Linked DNA regions of Mus musculus: region 2 is linked to region 1. A link is a contact called in public Hi-C data. All regions are on one chromosome and are shown on one strand. Each heading gives the region's core, a stretch centred on a gene start, on an enhancer-like site or on the middle of the called end of the contact. The rest is flanking DNA. Distances are from core to core; before and after follow the strand shown.

The links. A called contact is a pair of places that touch in the nucleus more often than the background predicts.
Region 2: a Hi-C map of adipose-derived mesenchymal stem cells shows a contact between it and region 1, with 5 times the contacts expected there. The contact joins the promoter of Ncoa7 here to the enhancer-like site in region 1. A contact is called at or near these places in 3 of 39 promoter capture datasets (cranial neural crest, maxillary cranial neural crest and second pharyngeal arch cranial neural crest), 1 of 484 Hi-C or Micro-C datasets (adipose-derived mesenchymal stem cells) and 4 of 115 datasets of contacts at active chromatin or transcription factors (extraembryonic endoderm stem cells, large pre-B cells, pro-B cells and 1 more).

The regions. Positions count from the first base shown.
Region 1 is chr10:29,551,756-29,557,836 of GRCm38.p6, reverse strand. No RefSeq gene overlaps it. Among named protein-coding and RNA genes, the nearest start is that of Rspo3, 19 kb to the right of the region's middle. Within about 2 kb of position 3,271, at least 26 of the 459 cell types and tissues checked have an H3K27ac peak or open chromatin away from gene starts, as enhancers often do. A contact at or near this core is called in adipose-derived mesenchymal stem cells, where this site is marked.
Region 2 is chr10:30,800,221-30,806,301 of GRCm38.p6, reverse strand. It overlaps Ncoa7 (nuclear receptor coactivator 7), which reads left to right and starts at 2,976. Exons shown (of 16, transcript NM_172495.6): 1 at 2,976-3,473.

The sequences.
Region 1 (6,081 bases), core at 2,022-4,521:
GAGTGAAAAGTTCAGCATAGGAACTTTGGGAAGGTCATGAAACACTCACCCCTCTGGAAGGGAGAGGCTAATTAGCATTTCTCAGACCACAGGGTTGGAATGGACCTTAGGGTAGGGACACATTCTGCAGGGCTGACCTGTCTAACAGTTGTTCACCTTCCGACAAGGGAAGTCAAAGGGTGCACTGTTCTGCCAATCATACTGTGCCTAGTTGCTGATGCTCTGTTCAGCCCCTGGAAACCATATAAAAACTTGCTGAACAGGTGCTGGGGGGTGCTGTCTATCTTTTGGGTCTGGGACAACCCCAGTACACTAGAACAATAAATTCCTCTTGCTTTTTGCATCGATCCTGCCTCCGCGTGGTTCACTCAGGGGGTCCCTAGTAAGCTAAGGCTCCCCGGATTCTAACATGAGGTAACCCAATCACAAAAGAATGCAGATGATATGCACTCTGTGTTAAGTGGATATTAGCCCAGAACCTTGGAATACCCAAGATACAATTTACAAAACACATGAAACTCAAGAAGAAGAAAGATCAAAGTTCGGATACTTCGATCCTTCTTAGAAAGGGGAATAAAATACCCATGGAAGGAGTGACAGAGACAAAGTTCAGAGCAGAGACTGAAGAAATGACCATCCAGAGACTGCCCCACCTGGGGATCCATTCCATAAAATTCCACCAAACCCAGACACTATTGCGGATGCCAACAAGAGCCTGATAAAGCTGTCTCCTGAGAGGCTCTGCCAGTGCCTGACAATTACAGAAGCAGATGCTTACAGCCATCCATTGGACAGAGCACAGGGTCCCCAATGAAGGAGCTAGAGAAAGTACTCAAGGACCTGAAGGGGGTTGCAGCCCCATAGGAGGAACAACATGAGTGAACCAGTACCTGCAGAACTCCCTGGGAGTAAACCATCAATCAAAGGAAACACAGGGTGGGACTCATGGCTCTAGCTGCATATATAGCAGAGGATGGCCTAGTTGATCATCAATGGGAGGAGAAACCCTTGGTCCTGTGAAGGTTCTATGCCCCAGTATAGGGGAATGCCAGGGCCAGGAAGTGGTAGTTGAGGGATTGCTGAGCAGGGGCACGGAGAGAGGAGGTAGGGGGTTTTCTGGAGGGGAAAGGAAAGGGAATTTGAAAATGTAAATAAAGAAAATATCTAATAAAAAAAGAAAGAAAAAAGAACTAATGTTGAAATCTTCTTCTCCAGAAATCATAAAGCTTAGCCTAGAGACCTAACTTGGCCTTCCATTTAGCCGAATTGAAGACTTGAATTTCAACAAGGTTAATAGTTTTTCCAAATTTACAGTTTCACTTGTGAAGGACTGAAGTTTTTTTCCTCTCCCATAATAGCTCTCTTCATTTGCAATCTCTCCCCACCCCCTCCATTCATGTCAAAGTGTATATTGGTCCACAACCTGATCCAAGCAGTTTGAGTTTGAGACAGGGACAGGGTATGTTCTCTGTGAGATGATAATTGATTCACACAGGAATTTGCCTCTCCCTTGGCCTCATGAGTTCCAGATTCTTAGCAAGTCCTGGCCTCAGTCTTTATTAACTGAGAGAGTCAAAGCAGATTGTCATCAAGGAAAGGAATTCATGAAAATAGCCAACAGTACTCGAAATCCCTCAAACACAACTTCCTTAGACTTGACTCCCTCTAGAGCATGTTGTAGGAAAAGACTTCATCATTAATTTTTTTTTTCTCAATGCACAGGTCAAAATGGGAAGTTTGTGTGTTAAAACCAACCCTCCTCCAAACACAGCTGAGTAGAAACAAAGCAACTGGGGTCTTTCTTAAAGACTAAACTCAAGTGATTTAAATCTCTGTCTCATTCGAACATTGGTGCCAGCACTAGAGATCTCTGTTGTAAAGTCATTAATGACTGTCTGTGTGATTTAAAGTCTTAAAATTCCAAATTCACAATAATAGCTTTAGCATGAGACTGTTAGTTTCTGTTATCAGCTCATATTTAATAAATTCTCTCAAATCAGATAAACCTATCATCATGAAGGATTTATTTCTCCAATTTGAAATACACTAACCCAGTTCTCTGAGATACAGCTTCTATGAGCACACATATTCATTTGTAAGTGTATAAATATCAAGTGTCGTCTTTTTTACGGCCAGCATGCTTTTATTAGTTCCATATTGTGAAGGAATACAACAGGAACTTGATTAATTCTCACAAACATTAACACTAGAATGTATTTTAAAGTGTTCTTTCATTTGCTTAGCATGTTAAATCTTAGTACATTTGTTAAACATGAAAAAAATGTCAGTGACCCTGAAGCAGATGTACCACACATCATTCAAAACAGAAATATATCTAAGAATCACAGGACTCCATGGCTAAGTAGTCAAGTTCATCAAATTATTTTGGACTTCCAGTCATATAGGGAGCCTGTAGATAGATAAATAAATATGTATATATGTATATGTTATAAATAATATTTTATAGAGATATATACATTTATATATAGCAATCATTTTGAAGAAACCTATTAACTTACCACAGTAGACCTGATTGTAATTACAGAAAAGTACAGACAACCACAGAATTCCATTACATAAAGAAATTTGTAATTAATAAGAAAGAAGAAACCATAACAACTAGTGTAACTAGTAACAGTCATCTGAATTTATTCAAGAATTCCTTTTCTCTTAAACAAAATGAAAACACCACACACTTTATTTTTGGCAAAAAAATGACACCTTATGTCATTCTTTCTCAATAATGCTCTTCTGGCAAAGGAAGCTCGTGTTACTCTTTACGTCCTCAGCTATAGTTGATATATTAAGTACTTTGACTTGTCTACTTATATTAATAATTAACTTGATTGATTAATATACATTAAAGGAATAAAGCAAAGTCATGCTGGTGGGAAACTGTAACCGATTGGTTATTTATTTGAACACCAGGGCTGATTAGGAGTTCATTTTGACTCCCCTGAATACTGAAGGCAGATAATTACACACCTTCTAAAGAACTGAGGGAGGAGGGGGAAAATTCCAGTTTTTCACAACTTGCAAAATGTAGTGACTAATCTTTCTAATATTGTATGACATAGTCTTGTGATGTCCCCCGATAGTAGTTCACCATCTCCCATTCCACAGACTGGACTCGCTTGACTCTCTGTTTATTTAACTGACACTTGTTTGAAAGGCTGGGTGCTTCATATCCCTTTGAGTCACACACTGAGTCTGGGAGCCTCTGCTCTGGCACTTTTAGCACCTCATTAATTACTAACTGTAGCAAAGTCCTGCTGTTTTGCAATCCCACTGCCTTTGTTGGGAAATCACAAGCCCTTGCTAAAATGAGAAGGCAGAACAAGAGTTATCAGCCAAATGTTCAGTTTGGCTGCTTCTTACAAAGGCTAATTATCTTGAGGTCTTGTACTTTCTGTAGATATTCAAGCTAGATAAGCTTATTCATTGGCATTTGGGAGTTCCTTTAAGTTAAGCACCAGGGCTATCTATGAAGTACTGTTTTTTTGTTTTGTTTTGTTTTGCTTTGTTTCCAGTAAGACCCAAGAGTTAAATAACCATCAAAGTTATACCTGAGAATTGAAGAGGAAATAGAAAAGTGCCACGGGTTCCCACAGGCCAGGCTGAGAAGGACTCAGAGCTTGACCACAGGCAATTAGAGAACTCATGGTGTCCTTAGCACTTCCTGCCCAAGTCTCTCATTTGGCACTTGGATCTGTGCTCTCGGTTGGGTTGCTGTTTACTTGTTGCACATACAAGCCTTGACCCCTCCCCACAGAAAATAAATCAACCTATAAACCCTTCAAAAGCTGTACTCTTTAGTGTTGCATACTATCTGTAGCACCTTACCACGTGGCCCACATACTTTTGTAGGGAGATACTTGAGATACATGGCATGTTTCCCACAATAAAATAGTCATAAAAATAACACTATTAATCAATGACTGATATTGAACAAATTCTTGAGAGAAAACAAAGTTTTTTCAAGAATTACCTATCAAACTAACTAGATATTCAGTGGCAAGGGACAGATAGATTGAACTAACACAGTAAGTAATTTTTCTATTACTCTTAGAAATGCATTGCCCTTGTGTGTCATGTGTTCTTGGAGTAAATATTCCTTCCTCTGACAATCACATAAAGATGAATCAGACCTAAAAGTTAGCAGTCCATGACCTGAAGAACAGCTCCTCTTTCTCTTTGAATCATAAGACTTTGCTAATCATTCTGATTAAAACAATTCTACCCAGTGGTTTGCTATCATGTTTTAAAGGGCCCATTCCAGCAGCTGTTTTCCAAACAAGGAGAGCCTCTAGGATTCTTTGTTCATCTAGGTGTATCAGGAATTCTTGGTCATGAGCTAGTGATTTGGCTGACTGGAGCCCCACCTCCTCACTCGTCCCCACCTATCAGGTAGTTTGGAATCTTTATCTTATCCTCCATTCTCTCAATTTCATGTTTCCCTCTTCATCTTTTGTCACCTGATGAAGATTGCAAGGACATAGACCATGATGCGCACCTTAAAGGTCACTAGAATGAAACAACCTGAGATACAGGTAAATACACAGAAAACAGCGTTCTCTACAAAGTCAGACTTAGGATGCACTGGTTCTAGCAAAATAGACTCTGATCCCCCACCCCATCTTCCTCACTTAACAAGTCACTTAAGTTGCCTTTAGGTCCATTTGAGCATGAGTAGAGCAGTGAGTTCCAACCCTGGGTCACACTCAGTTCTCCTGGGAAGCGTTTAAATCACATAGACACCTATTCACCATTCACCAACTCTGACTTAATTATGCTGTAATGGAGCTCAATCTTGGTGTCTGTCCATGTTCTTGGGTGGGGGTATGTGTCAGGACACAGCTACTTTAACTTTAAGTTCTGTATAAACCCTGAAGGAAAAGGGTTTTAAATTGTCTGAATATATAATGATTTAGCAGGGCTATGGTAGAGCTTGTGACTATGAGACTCTTAGCTAGTTTCCAGTTGTTACTGGTCCTGAAGAACCTGGGACCACCTATAAAGTATATTGAACAGAGTGCTTGGAATTGGAGCCTGAACTGAAAATACTACCTCCTTCAACCTCCATTCTTTTCTCAAGTGTGCAAACACACACACACACACACACACACGTATATGGGATTTATAAGTCATACATTTCTATAAGTACTAAAAACATTATTGCATTTGTGCAACCTATCAGTGCATTAACCCTGAATACCCAGTTACTTTGATGGGTAATTCCTTATTTATTTATTTATTTATTTATTTATTTATTTTTGTAATAAGATGTTTCCTTTATTTACATCTCAAATGTTATCCCCTTTCCTGGTTTCCCCTCTGAAAACCCCCTATCCCCTCCTCCCTCCCGCTGCTCACCAACCTAATCACTCCCACTTCCTGGCCCTGGCATTCCCCTATACTGGGGCATAGAACCTTCACAGGACCAAGAAGCTCTCCTCCCATTGATGACCAACTAGGCCATTCTCTGCTACATATGCAGCTAGAGCCATGAGCCCCACCATGTGTTTTCTTTGATTTGTGGTTTAGTCCTAGGGAGTTCTGCAGGTACTGGTTCACTCATGTTGTTCCTCCTATGGGGCTACAAACCCCTTCAGGTCCTTGAGTATTTTCTCTAGCTCCTTCATTGGAGACCCTGTGGTCTGTCCAATGGATGACTGCAAGCATCTGCTTCTGTATTTGTCAGGCACTGGCAGAGCCTCTCAGGAGACAGCTTTATCAGACTCCTGTCAGCAAGCTCTTGTTGGCATCTACAATAGTGTCTGCGTTTGGTGGATGTTTATGGGATGGATCCCCAGGTGGGGCAGTCTCTGGATGGTCATTTCTTCAGTCTCTGCTCTGAACTTTGTCACTCCTTCCATGGGTATTTTATTCCCCCTTCTAAGAAGATTAAAGTATCCACACTTTGGTATTCCTTCTTCTTGAGTTTCATGTGTTTTGCAAATTGTATCTTGGGCTAATATCCACTCATCAGAGAGTGCATATCATCTGTGTTCTTTCATGATTGGGTTACCTCACTTAGGATGATATCCTCCAGATCCGTCTGTTTGCCTAAGAATTTCATAA
Region 2 (6,081 bases), core at 1,727-4,226, 1.2 Mb before region 1:
ATATTTGTAGAGGTTCATTAACCTCTTTAGATGTAGTTGCCATCAGTGTCACTGACAGCCTGTGTCAACCAGCCCAAGTCCAAGGATGAGAGAACATGTATTTCTCTCTGAGCTAGACATAGAAGGATAGTTCTAAATACCATCACTCCAAGAGTAAACTTTCTAAGTGGTAGTAACCTCAGCTTTTCATACACTGCACAAATTTCAACTCAAACACCTTTGCACAGAAATATACATCACTGTCAATATTTCAGTGAGCCTAATTAATTCCCCATTTCTCTCTCTCTCTCTCTCTCTCTCTCTCTCTCTCTCTCTCTCTCTCTCTCTCTCTGTGTGTGTGTGTGTGTGTGTGTGTTTGTGTGTGTGTGTAGGGCAGAGGAGGACTTCTGGTATGTTCCTCTATTATGATCCATCTTATTTTTTGAGACCCCCTAGCTTTTCTGTGAGCACTGCGGAGTTGATGCAGGCTGTGTAGCAAGCACTTTGCCAACTGAGCCACATTCCCAGATTCCTAAGTTCACTACTTAATCAGGGACCCTTATCAGCAAATGGTTAAGAGCCATATTTAACTATATTCTTGAAATTCTAGTTCCATGACACATGGCCAATATTGCGTTTTAAAACAAACACTAGCCATATTCTTCAGGGCAGAATTATCTCTAGACAGACAGGTAAGAATGATACTATTTGCATATTGTCATTGATGCTCCCTGCCTCTCTATTTATGTAAAAGTCTCTATATAAAGATTATTTGCCACAGAAGAAAGAGCATGTCTAGTGCACTTAAACTGCTGCACCCTAATTTCTCCCCTTTATCAGAGGAAAAACCACTTTTCTTCATGTTTTCCACAGGCTTCAAGCCCCAACAGTTCATCACTTTCCACTAGCCAAGTACAGTGAGAGGTGCTATGGAGATCGTTTTATTTTAATCAATTACTTTTACTAATTAGAGATAGGATTTTGCTATGTAGCACAGGCTGGCTTGAGACTGACAATCCTCCTGTTTCTGCCTTCCTAAACATTGGCATTACAGAAATGGACTATAGTGTCCAGTTCAGGGATACAAGTTTTGAAAAGAAAACTTTTGTCACCCTAACACATGCTATTATAATAATAGCTGACTTCTATTGATTACACATTCTACATGATACATACTGTTCATGAATTACTTCATTCCCTGTATCTACCCTATGAAGATGGTGCTGCGATCATCCACCTTTGAAGATAAAAGCATCAGTTAGAAATGTATCCAAGGCCAGCACATGCTGAAGCTGTAGTCCAAAGGCAATCTGTGAATTCTTAAGGATTATCATGCTCTTATGTATATATTCTAATAGTATTTGATCTAGCTGCACCCAAATTACCTCCAATTCTTTCTGTATATCTTTCCTACCCATTGAAATCTGGCAAGCATTCCAGAAGAATTCCCTGTAATAAGGAAATGTTGGGTCCTGTGTTGTCCAAAAGGCAATCACAAGCTTTATTTGTCTTTTTAGAACTTATATGTATAACTAACAGACTGGAAGTCGTAACAATTGTATTTCATTAAGTTTGAATGAACACATTTGACTGATGGGTACTATTCTGGATAAGAGGGATGTAGACGATGCTAATTCCGATTTCTGTGTGAAGACAAGACTCAGATGAATCAGTCAATACTCAGAAGAATCAGTCAATACTCAGTCACAAAAAAGAATGACCAAAGAATCTTTAAATTAGAAGCACCCCCAATCCCAACCATTTGAGTACAACTCCCCATTCTATTCAGACTTTCACTTTAGTGACAAACTATCCTTAGCATGTGATCCATCATGTACTTCCAGGGGAGATAATGAAGACAGTGTCATTGTTTGGCATTGCATTGGAAAACTTGGGGAACACTCTATCAGCAAGTCACCACTTTGAACACATACTCAGTTATACTTTTGCCTAAGAGAAAAGAAATCAAGGCCTATTTTATTTCTCGTCAGAACCTTGGGTTCATAGGCACAAAAGGGTGCTGACCGAGTTAAAGGGTGGGAACAGTACCTGCAGCAGAGCCTGCACTCAAGGTTGATACCAAAAGGGGTGTAAAGAACACAGAAAGAAGTGTCTCCTACTCAAAGCATAAACATGCAAACCCGATGTCAGAATTTACAGATGGTCAGTGCAAAACCAGGAAGTGATTCCATATTTGCATGACCATGTAACATCATCTGCTGCTGAAATCTCAGAGTCATGGCTGCTAAGGGCTTTGCTCCACCCTCCAGAGAGACTGGCAGTACCAAGAAGCAGCAGCAACCTGGGGAAGCCTCTATGTACTGTGTGTGTTGATGGCTTAGGACACACCTGTCACACACACACTTTTTTCTTCCTGTATTTAAGAGTGATCTTCACGATCAGATCCTCCGAGTCATCTTGCAGTTATAGCCACTGGACTGTAAAGGGAACAGCGTCCAATACAGGTTGGAAGCTCACAGAAACAGGGCCCTGGGCTCATACAAAAAAAAAAAGAAAAAACAAAAAAACCTTCCCACTCAGCTGCTCTCCAGCCCCAGCCAAGAGCCAGCTGAACTGCCCGTTGCTACATCGCATTGCCTTGGCTATAAGGTTTACAATTGGGCAGCTTATAGGATGTTGTACCGGGGACAGAAGAAGACAGTGGGCCTCTTTGCCAAAGGCAATGCTGGAAATGACAGAGGATGAATTTATGGTTGCCCCTAGTCCTAGAGCTGGAAGGTGAAGTAAAAGGACTTTAAGGCTCCAGCAAGGGCTCTAACTCCACATGTGCCCATAAGCGCTAACTTCCCTCCAAGATCCAGACAGGAGCCAGCTAAAAGGGATAAGATTAGGGGCCAGGTAAGCAGACCGTACTCGGTTCACTGACTGCCTGACCATCACAGCGTCACAAATGGCCGGGGCCTGCGGAGGCCGCGCGCGCAGCTCTCCGGGGCGGAGCCGCTGGGCCCAGGGTTCGGGGGCCCGAGCCACCTCGAGGCTGTCCAGCCTGCGGCTCCGAGGTCGCACGGGGCAGGCAAGATGTCGCAGCTGCAGCCCGCATCGCTAAGGCGGTCGGCTGAGCTCCCGGGTCCCAGCCGCAGCAGACGAGTGCAGCGCGCGCCCCGGGTCGGGCGGAGCTAGAGGCGGGCGCCGGGCTGGCGTCGCGCCACCGCAGCTCCCCGCCTTCCGCCCAGCTCGCGCCCGGCGCCCTGACCGTGGGTGCTGCTGCAGGTACCTGGGCGAGGCCTCGAGCACCCCGGCGGCGGCTGCTCGGGCCAGATCGGCACTCCGGAGCCCTTCAGGAGCGCACCCCGCAGCGCCTGACGCCTCCCTTAGCTCCTCCTCGGCGGGCGATCCCCTCCCCGGCCCTCCCCCTCCTCCCACCCCGGAGGATGCGCTTCCCAGCGCCCAGCGGCAGAGGCCACGGCTCCCAGAAATGCGTGCTCCCGAACCACTTCGCCCAGACCCGCGGAGCCCGCGCCCCCGCCCAGTAGGTAGGTCGCCGAGGCGGGGCCAGGCCTTGAAGGCTACCGGCTGCTGATGCTGCGGCCAGGAAGAACCGGAGCCTCCCTCCTGGGCTGCCGAGGTGTACTAATGGCGCTGGGCGCAGCCCCCGGGGGACCCGAAACGCTCTGCTTGGAACGTTCGAGGCCGAGCCGGGGCGCAGGGCCACTGGACCCTCCTCGCTAACAATCAGGGGACCCTCGGTTGGGGGCTGGGAGAGCTTGGAAGGATAGGTTGGCGCGGAGCTTCTTTGAAAGGAGACCGTTGCCTTTTTCTCGAGCTCAAGTAGATTGTGTCATTGCATTTTTAAAAAACAGGATCAGCAAATGCGTTCTTCCTGTTCTTTTTGCTAAAATGTAGACGACCACGGTTGTTGTTTTAGAGGTATTTAGGGGTGGTTATGAATTTTTGTGTAATTTACAGCTAGCCGAGTGGTATATAAAGTCAGTGGTGCAAACACTTTAACATTTTGGGTGTCAGTTTAAGGAAAGTCTTTCTAGAAATCAGATTACCTAGGTAGGTGATGGATGAGGCTGGCGTGTTCTCGTAGGATAAAGCTGACTGGAGCCAATGGGTTTGAGAGCTGCAAGTTTGATACAGGTGTCGGGAGTTGAGACTCTGAAAGATGCGCCAGCAGAGGCAGTCTTGTCTCCGGCCTCGCCTTCAACTCTGAGCTGACCCTTGCTTTTCTGAGAATCTGGTTGAGTCTTTTTTTCCTGTTCTTGAAATAAAAGTAATACATTAGGGCTTTTAATAAAATTGTTTCCTCTCAGGCTGCCGTTTTGGATTTTACGTTAAGCAATAAGGTTTAGAATTTTGAAAAAATTGTTATTGTAAGCTCCAATTTTATAAGCACTATTTCAGATTAAAGATTTTGGCTAACTGAATCAATATAAATACTAAGAGGACAGAATCACCATCATTACCAGGTCCTCTTCCCCCTGCTACTCCTCGACCACCCCCCCCTTCTCTTCCCATTCTCTAATTCCCCAATGTTGAATGCCTTATAGCTGTTTGTTGGTTATTTGTTGAATGAATGAAATTGTATTTCAAGATACACATTGTATATAACCCAACCATTTAAAATTATAGTATAAGATTGTTGTTGTTGTTGCTAGTGCAATTAACTGTATTTTAAATAATTGCTTCTTTCTATAAACAGGCTAACTTGGTTATTTTTCATTGACATTTCCGGCGTCAACAGCAAGGCTCTGTTAAGGTTCCCTTCGTGTCCACTTTCCAGTGTTATAGCAATTAATACCATTTCAATTTTACTTTAAAAAAACAATTTAGAAGGCAGAATTTATGTTTAAAGAAATCTATTAAGTTATTTCAGAAGGAGCAGTGATCTGGTTAATAAGTAACAGGTAACTTGTTTTAAAGTTGAGCTGTGGTTTATTTTTAATATATATATATATATATTGTTAAAGCTAAAGAGGGAAACAAAACATTTAAAAGCGTCTGTGGTTCCAAAGTAAACTCATATATATATCATATAGATAGAGATTTATTTATTTATTTATTTATTTATTTATTTATTTATTTTTGATGCTAGGAGCCAGATCCAAGATTAGACTCGAGGCTTCTGATGTATTGGGCTAATCCTATTTGAGCAACATCTTCAACCTTAGAAATGGCATTTTAGCTATTTTCTCTATAAATTGAGGTTTTTAGATGATCCTGTGTCTTTTCTGCTTGAAAATGTTTAGGAGAAAAAGACAAACAAAACAAAAACAAAAAATCCGTTTCTGTTTGCCTTCCATTTACACTGTGAGGGTTTGGGCTTTGGCATTTGTTTTTCTGTCACATAATGTAGTGAGTCATCATTAACTTCTTTAAAAAGAAAAAAAAAAGGTTTGTTTATTTTTTATCTATGTGAGTACACTGTTGCTCTTAAAACATGCCAGAAGAGGGCATCAGATCCTATTCCAGATGGTTGTAAGCCACCATGTAGTTGCTGGGAATTGAACTCAGGACCTCTGGAAGAGCAGTCAGCATCTCTCCAACCCCCATCATTAACTTCTCTCCTTAGCACATGTATCAGGGAACTCATTTTCTTTCCTTCTCCCACCCTAATTTCCATGCATCATCTTCCTTACTATCCAGAATATTACCCACAATCCTATTTTCACACAGTGGTAAATCATATAGAGTACTATTTCTTCTCTAATCTAGTTGGATTGTTTCAGATAGGTGAAGAAAAACTTTTAGATAAAAGGTAGGAAGACCAGAGGATATTGTGGGAAGAGAAGGTGTGATTAAACCAATTTGTATGAATAATGTATGAAAATAAAGCAGGCTGCCATGCCCAATAAAGATAGGGGCAATTTTAGAATCTTTCTTATAATCAAGGGTATTGAGTAATTCATTTGTGTTGTTTGTTCTGGAAAACCTGCTATTTTCTAAGAGAGCCTGTAGTTCTGATATGCCTTTTACTTCTTTTAAAATGATGTTTTTATATGTGTGTGGGTGTCTTGCCTGCAGATGAGTCTGTGCACCATGTGCATGCAGTGTATATAAAGGGCAGAAGAGGGCGTATCTCCTGGGACCAGAGTTCTAAACTGTGGTGAGCCACTATGTAGAGGTTTGGGATTAAGC